Linked DNA regions of Zea mays: region 1 is linked to region 2. A link is a contact called in public Hi-C data. All regions are on one chromosome and are shown on one strand. The core of a region is the stretch at or near the end of the contact, and the rest is flanking DNA. Distances in the headings are between cores, read along the strand shown. Region 1 has its middle 28 kb from the start of LOC100272600. Region 2 holds the start of LOC100274357 (Protein ABA DEFICIENT 4 chloroplastic).

Region 1 (3,854 bases), core at 1,333-3,832, 360 kb before region 2:
TACGTGCACCAGACAGTGAATAGTGACTGTCAGGTGCACACCGGACAGTCCGGTGCCTCCTCTCAGAAAACTCTGTTGACTGTCCTGTGCGCCAACTATGTGCCACCGGTGAGCCAACTGTGTGCCACCAGTGCGCCAACTGTGTGTCACCGGTGAGCCAACTGTGTGCCACCGGTGCGCCAACTGTGTGCCACCGGTGAGCCAACTGTGTGCCACCAGTGCGCCAGTTGACAGCCCATCTTCTAGGTCTTCTGTGTTTTGTTCTTGGGCTCCTTTGGTCTTGAGTCTTGGACTTCTAAGCTCTTTTTATGTCTTCATTTGAGGTGTTGCATCCTCAGTGTCTTAGTCCAATCATCTTCGCATCATGTGAACTATAAACATAAACACTAGCAAATCCATTAGTTCACAGGTTGTGTTAATCATCAAATACCAAAACTCATTTAGCCAAATGGCCCGGGGTCCATTTTTCTTACAGTTTTCATTTTTTTCTTTTTCCAACCAAACTTTTTATGGTTTGTTCCTACACTATGTAGACCTACATGTTCCATTTTTGGAACAATTATAAAGTGTTTGTTATAAATATTAGATTTTATTCGTTTAATTGTATTTCCTCAGATAATTCATATTTGAACTGCAAGTCACACGAAAAATGGAAAACCATGAGTGCAAAAATGATATTCATGTTATTTAGCACAAGTTATGGCCGATTTCAGGAGTAAACCGGAATGTTCGAGCACCATGCTCACGAAACATGACGTGAACTTGTCATCCAGTTGTTTAAAACTTGTACAAAACACAAACAAAGTCAGAAAATCATGAAACTTGTCCACATGTCACGTTATCATATGTAGAGCCTATGATAAAAAATTTGAGAATGTTTCGAGAAAGTTGTCACACACTATGTGTAGAAACCTAGCAGGCGTGCACATGAAATCTTAGCCGAGTACCTTGCGACACTCGGCAAACGTCTTTGCCGAGTGCCCGATAAAAAGTATTCGGCAAATAAGCCGTTGCCGATGTACAGTTCGCCGAACTTTTTTTTGTCGAGTGTAATACTTGGCAAAGCATTCGCCGAGTGTTTTTCAGGCTTTGTCGAGTGCTCCAGACACTCGGCAAAGAAGCTGATTCCGGTAGTAAGTGATATGGTAAGGCTATGAACTTGTGATTGTGATATGTCAATGAACTATGTAGTTTGGCCATATATAATTTGTTTATGTATGATCTTATTCCCGATTTAATCTATCAAATAATTAGAATCGTATTGTGTCTAGTTATAAAGAATATATTACGAAATATTGGGCACGGGCAATCTGCAGGTACACATTACCTACACTGGCACGAGTATGAGCATAACTTTGTATCCGGCCACGGGCATGAGTTTTTTTTAGCGGACGTGAGTTTTATTGTGAGTTTTATTCACGAAACGGGTATAAGATAATATGACAATACCCATCGGATATGTACTCAGTTGCCATCTCCATAGTTTCAATCTCCTTTTACACGTGGCTGATATATGTGTATGATGTATGAAGGGGGTAGTTAACGAGCTCGGTATTCATAAAAACATTGCCGATGGATTTGGATGTTTGTGTATACCCAGTGTTCTACCTAGTGCATGTCAATTTTCTTTCTGTTCTCTCCTTATCCGTTACTGCTCAGTCATGGTTGTTAGTGCACGTCAATTTGCACTGTCCAAATGCTATTTTGCATGCTCGCTAGCGCGCTACTTTCGACGGCAAGGCCACTTGGTTCTGAGGTGGTGCCTGGTGCGTGGCCCAGTGGGCTTTTGTTTCCATGGAGAGACCACATGCTTGGGCATTTAGGCTTGGGCAATCGGAGAGTCTCCGGCCGGCCGTCTTTGTTTGTTATTCTTCCATCCTTCCCTTATCTTGGCTGTGAGGACGGCCCAATCTTGTGGTTGACGAAAACGACACCGTTCCACGCCATGGCGTTGAACAGTGCGTGGCTTGGCACGGGGCTACCAGGGACAGCTCCATCGGCGTGCGGCCATGCCAGTGACACCAATCCATTATCCATGCCATGCCAGTGCCGTCGTCCAGTCCTGGACCCACATGAGAACCAAATAAAGGTCTCTTTGTCACAGCTCATCGTGTCGTCAAATCCTAGCACACCAGGCCAGTAGTGACCATCTCGTCCTGCACTGCACTGCACTAGTGCACCACTACCGGCCGGGTTGTGTCGTCGTGTCACCGTTGCGTAATCCCGTTGCAGTCTTCACATCACAGGTGAGGAGCTCGCGTGCTTCCTCGGGTCGTGCATGCCCGGTCTCGTCGTCGAAGGACAGCGCGCCGAGACAGGCGGAACTCTCTGCGTGGTTAGTTTATTATGGTGCTCACAATCAAAAGTGCGTCTCGATCTCGGCTAATGCCGCGCTTTGCTTTACTGCGAGATATTATCATCGTCTCCCCATCCAAAAGCTAGCTAATAACATCTCCATGCATGCGTGGTCGTCGTCAAAGCAAACGTGGGGAATTCCGGCCGTCAGACCACCACCAGTGTGGTCAAGACGACGCAAAGAGAGTTTCACAGGCTCAAGCAACGAACGATCGAGGGCTAGAGCTATAGCTATAGCTAGTAGCTAGTGAGCTACTGTAATAATCTAGCTAGCTTTCCCATTCCTTTTCTTCCTGTCTACTGCACTTCACTCCTGAACTAACGCTGAGACTTGAACAGGCCGGTGGTTGGTGCTCAAGAGGCCGGCCGGCCAAGTAAATTAAAAAGTATGAGCATAGTCTACGGTTTTTGTGTAATTTATGTATTGGGGTTGTTTATTATTATAGTCACCTAGCACATCAGGAGACGAAAGCTTGGAATTTTGATCTTCTGTATGGTCATGTCAAGATGGAGTGCTGGACTCATGCAGTGTTTTTTTTTTCTGCAGGTTTCTGTACCTCTTGTTGCCTTTGTGTTGATGCCTGTTGATGGGAAAGTTCGGGTGAACTGAACCAGCGTATTGTTGTTCAGCGCGCGCGTGTGGAATGCAGGGAACTTATAAGCCACGCACTAGTATATTTATCATATTCAACCAATATAACATAGGAAAAAGGTATCACAAACACTACCGGACACAGCTCCTTTGCCGAGTGCCTTAAACACTCGGTAAACATTTTGCCGAGTGTAACACTCGGCAAAGAACGCTCGGCGAACTGTACATCGGCAAATTAATAGTTATCATAGGAAAAAGATATCATAGGAAAAAGGTATCACAAATTAATAGTTATCATTAGATGCACAACGCAATAGAGAAGAGTGTATCATCGATATACTGGAAGAAACCGTACACACCCCGCAACAGCACGTTCACTCGTGCTCCTCAAGTTTGTTGATGATCAATGTCACAACGTCTCTGTAGTGTCCATATGTGCGAGGATGAAATGTTGCGACACTGATATACTAGTACAACATGCAACAAAAGAAACGACGTCGACGACGTCTGAGTGCCTGCAAAACGTAAGTAGAGAGGTGACACTAACTAAAATAATTCTCTCTGGCACATGAGCGCCTTGTTCTACGTAGACCCTTACTAATGGCATTTTACCCCAAAGACATATTAACATTCTCATAGATCATAATTGTCTCTTTGTCACATCTCAAATGTGTGATAGTATCAAGTCTCACATATATGATAACTTATGATATATAAATCAATGTCACATCTTTATTATATAATAGGGGTCTATATAAAATAGCTAAATAATTGCATCATATAACGACAACTATCCTTCGCAATCATAGTTGACTGGGAGACGACAACATATACCTCTCACAAATTCATCGTAGCATTCTTCATGCTCCTCATTTTGCAGTACATATTCTTGACCTGGTGTGAGTTT
Region 2 (3,831 bases), core at 1,162-3,661:
TATGAAGTGGCCAATAAAATTTGATGCTTCAATAATTGAGCTGGATCCGAAACGACCATGACTAAATCTACACAAGACAGGTAACCAAGGTTGTGTTTGGTTTATTTGCTGAAAAGTACTTTTGCTGCTAAAAATTTGGAAAGCAACTAAATGTGTGGATCCTGAAGTTGCTCTTCTAAAAGAACTATTTTCTCATAACTATCATAGTATTATATGTTCCCGTTGCAACGCACGGGCACTAAAATAGTATACTATAAATTCCTAGACGATAAAGTCATGTTTGAATCCTTAGAATTGAATTCATTTTAGTAGTAACTTAAGCATATATTAATTAATCTAATTTGATTTTATATAAAATATATTTGTATAATATTGGTAGAAAGATATTGAAGATATTTATGTGCTATATTTTTATTATAGAGGAGTGAGCTGAAGAGCGTTCTATAAATTATAGAGTAAAAACAAATTCTACTTATAAAAAATCATTTCTGATCTTTTATCACATAAATTTGAGATAGACTTATATCTAAATTTTGAAAAAGTGATGAAAAGTTAAATTTCAAACTAAATAGATTACTTTATTAAATAAATTCTAATTACTCAAAAATGAATGGATCCCGTAAGTGAATTCAGCTGTCAGCATTTTTGTTTTTTGAAAAAAAATAGGCGAGCCCACATGGCAAGAATCGGTGCGTTAAACCAGTTTTATTCATATCCAGATCATATAAAACCGGCTCGTTCGGTTATTCCTATTACATATAGATTGAATAGAATTAGAAAAAGTTAAAAAATTTAACTTGTTTGGGATTTATTTTGTTCATCAAATGTAACGTAAATAGTAATGGTAACGATTCACCTTCGAATACTGGTAGTAATAAATTTAAATAAGACGGTATACATTTGTAGTATGATATCGATACCGGTTGGACTTAAACAAACATGATTTAACGTTATCGGTTACCATTACGTTACCAAAGTATAACGATTTAACGTTTGTTTAAGTCCAACCGTATTATAAATGGATACCGCCTTATTTAAATTTATTACCACCGGTATTCGAGTGTGAATCGTTACTCTTATCATTTACGTTACATTTGGTGAATCAAACGGTAAACCCTATCAATTCCGCTCAATCCACATCTCCACATGGTAACAATGGAAGAATCCTAGATACAATACAACCACCCAATTGCAATCATCAGTGTGAGCGGGCAACTGCCCCTGCCAGTACCTTGGTCAGCACATGAGCCAGGATCCCAACCGGGCAGAAGAGCAGGCACAGCGAGACAGAGTGCCTGGTCTCGACGTTGTTCCTGAGGCCGTCGTGGTACACCTGCCTGCATTGCAAACCCAAACCAAAACGCGCGACGCGTCCCCCTCAGTCCCAGCACTGCTACTTGGTTGGTTGGTTGGTTCAGTGGTGCGTGCCTGACCTTGCCGCGAAGAGGTCGACTGCTAGGAGGTGGATCCACGCGGAGGCGACGGTCATCTCGCTCGCGAACATCCTCACGATGCCCGCCAACTGCCAAGTCGTCCCATCCCATCTCTGTGAGCAGCTAGCAGCAGCAGCTAACAGCAGCAGAACATTGGGACAACGCGTAGCACAGTACCTCAGGGAGCCAGTACTTGCTAGCGAACATGGCGCGCAGGGTGTCGGGGGTCCAGGACAGGTAGAGCAGGTAGGCGTAGAGGAGGCCCAGGGCGACGTAGGGAGCGCCGCTCTCCACGGTGCGTTTGGTCTGCGCGCAGGAGCAGGGAGATGAGGACATGAGGTGGTGACCACTGACGAGAGAGCTCCATGCCTTGAGTTATTAAGTTGTGAATGACGGAGGAAGATGGCTCACGATGTCGGCGTTGGGGGCGACGACCATGAGGGTGTAGAAGGGGAGGACGGCGACCGTGCCCAGGGTGAAGGCGCAGCTGGCAATCTGAGACGTCGTCGTCACTGTCAATGTCAATTTCAGCCAGGTCAATTTCACAGACAGTTCGAAGAATGAGAAAAATCGAACTGTTCAAGGGAGCGTACATGCGCGAGGCCGGAACAGCGGCTGCGTCCTCCTGCCAGTGCCGCGGGCGCCGGCACGAGGGACCGCCCCCGCGAGCTCGGGCAGCAAGGGGCGCGCCCAGGAGCACGCGGTCGACGGGCGGAACTGGGCGCCGGGCACGCGCGCCTCCGCCCGCTGCCGCAGCGCCAGCGGGAGCCGGAGGATGCTGACCTGCAGCAAGGCAGATGCAGAGCAAATCAACCAGCTGCGCACGGCAGACACGAGAGGGTAGTGGCGAATTCTCGCCGTTGTTGGGGCTGGCGACCTACCCGCGTGCTGGCGGAGAGCGCGAGGGCGGACGGGGACGCGCAGGGCGCCATGTCTGGGGACTGGGGGGGCGAGGGAAGCGGACGCGGGGGAGTCCCCTTTGCCTTTGTAGTTTGTACTACCGCGGCAGGCGGCACCACTGGGCACTCTGGAACAGTGGCGACCACACCCAGCCCTGGCCCGGCCCTCCGACTCCGACCAGCAGGCTAGAAGCGGCTCGTGCGGCTGCCTTGCCCTGCCATGCCGGGCGCGTCGGGTCTGTGGCGCTCGACGCGTGGGCGGGCGCACCGTCCTCCGCACCGCCACCAATCACCAATCCAGCGTCGTGCTGGCGCTGACTCCACTCCATTCCATCACGAGTAGAGATGTCAATGCATAATTCCCCACCGGGTTATAGCATTTCAGACTCATCCCCATCATATTTGGTACATCCCTATACCCATACTCATATCCATCATGGGTACAAAATCCATCTCATACCCATCCCCATTTGGGTTTCGGGTCCCCAATGGGTCCCCATCCCCAATTAAGGGATAACTAGGTACTAACATCTAGCACAAACTATCTAGATTTTATACATCACCACATCGACAAACACTCATCCATGAACCATGATTCATTCATCCATCCATCAGAAAAGAAATCAGTACTTTGGGACCAATATAAGAAATGGAGTCTGCTAGGTTTGATGGTCGACTCGGCCTCAACTCATTCATACAAATAGGATAGATGTACACATATGAAATACCCATGGGTAATCGGGTTTGGATTATTGCTTCCCAAACTCATACTCGTTTACCCAATGGGTAGAGATTTTGTCCCATGTCCATACCTATGGGGACAAATTTTGTCTCATACCCATACCCTAATAGGGAAATTTCCCACGAGTTAGCGGGTATCGGGTCCCCGTTGACGTCTCTAATCACGAGTCAAGCAAAGCCACGCACCCCCATGTGCGGATGTGCAGGGGGCGAAGCGATAGCCGTACGCCCGTACCCACCCACCCTGTCAATCTGCCCCCTTTCTTCGCCGCCGGCGCGGCGCTTCCGCCTCGACACGTCGCCGCCCAGTCCAGGAATATGATTTCCAATACGGGAAGAACGTTTGGAACTTTTGTTAACTCTAGACAAATTTGTCCCCAGGACCTCAGAAGGTTTTTGTGTATCACATTTTACTAGTTGGTTTAGTTTACAAATTTTTTTTTGTTTTTTTAAGCAACACACTGTTTGAATCAAAATATTTTAAAATATATATATATATATATAGAAGGAGAGAAGACCTCAGTTACAAATATACCTAGTTTAAAATAAATAGACTCAAGCGGATAGTTATCTATCACAAACCCATCGCATGAATACCTCACAACTGTCGCACGTTGGCCACGTATGCGTCTCTTCCATGTGGTATGTCCAGTCTTGTCATAGCTACTGCATCCGCTCTTGGAAAATTTTTCTTCATTTTTTAGTTTTTTGATAACTTTTGTTTTAAAATTAACTTCTACTTATTTTCTTTTTTATTT

What was found. Hi-C and Micro-C count contacts between places; a contact is called where the count stands out from the background.
Region 1: a contact with region 2 is called in a Hi-C map of tassel, with 3 times the contacts expected there. The contact joins the enhancer-like site here to the promoter of LOC100274357 in region 2. A contact is called at or near these places in 2 of 25 Hi-C or Micro-C datasets (ear and tassel).

What each region holds. Positions count from the first base shown.
Region 1 is chr3:23,802,804-23,806,657 of Zm-B73-REFERENCE-NAM-5.0, reverse strand. No RefSeq gene overlaps it. Among protein-coding and RNA genes, the nearest start is that of LOC100272600, 28 kb to the left of the region's middle. Within about 2 kb of position 2,582, at least 18 of the 20 cell types and tissues checked have an H3K27ac peak or open chromatin away from gene starts, as enhancers often do. A contact at or near this core is called in ear and tassel, where this site is marked.
Region 2 is chr3:23,439,867-23,443,697 of Zm-B73-REFERENCE-NAM-5.0, reverse strand. LOC100274357 (Protein ABA DEFICIENT 4 chloroplastic) reads right to left here and starts at 2,411. Exons shown (of 5, transcript NM_001148717.1): 1 at 2,315-2,411; 2 at 2,027-2,216; 3 at 1,845-1,945; 4 at 1,611-1,739; 5 at 1,126-1,522. The coding sequence starts at 2,365. The coding sequence ends at 1,415.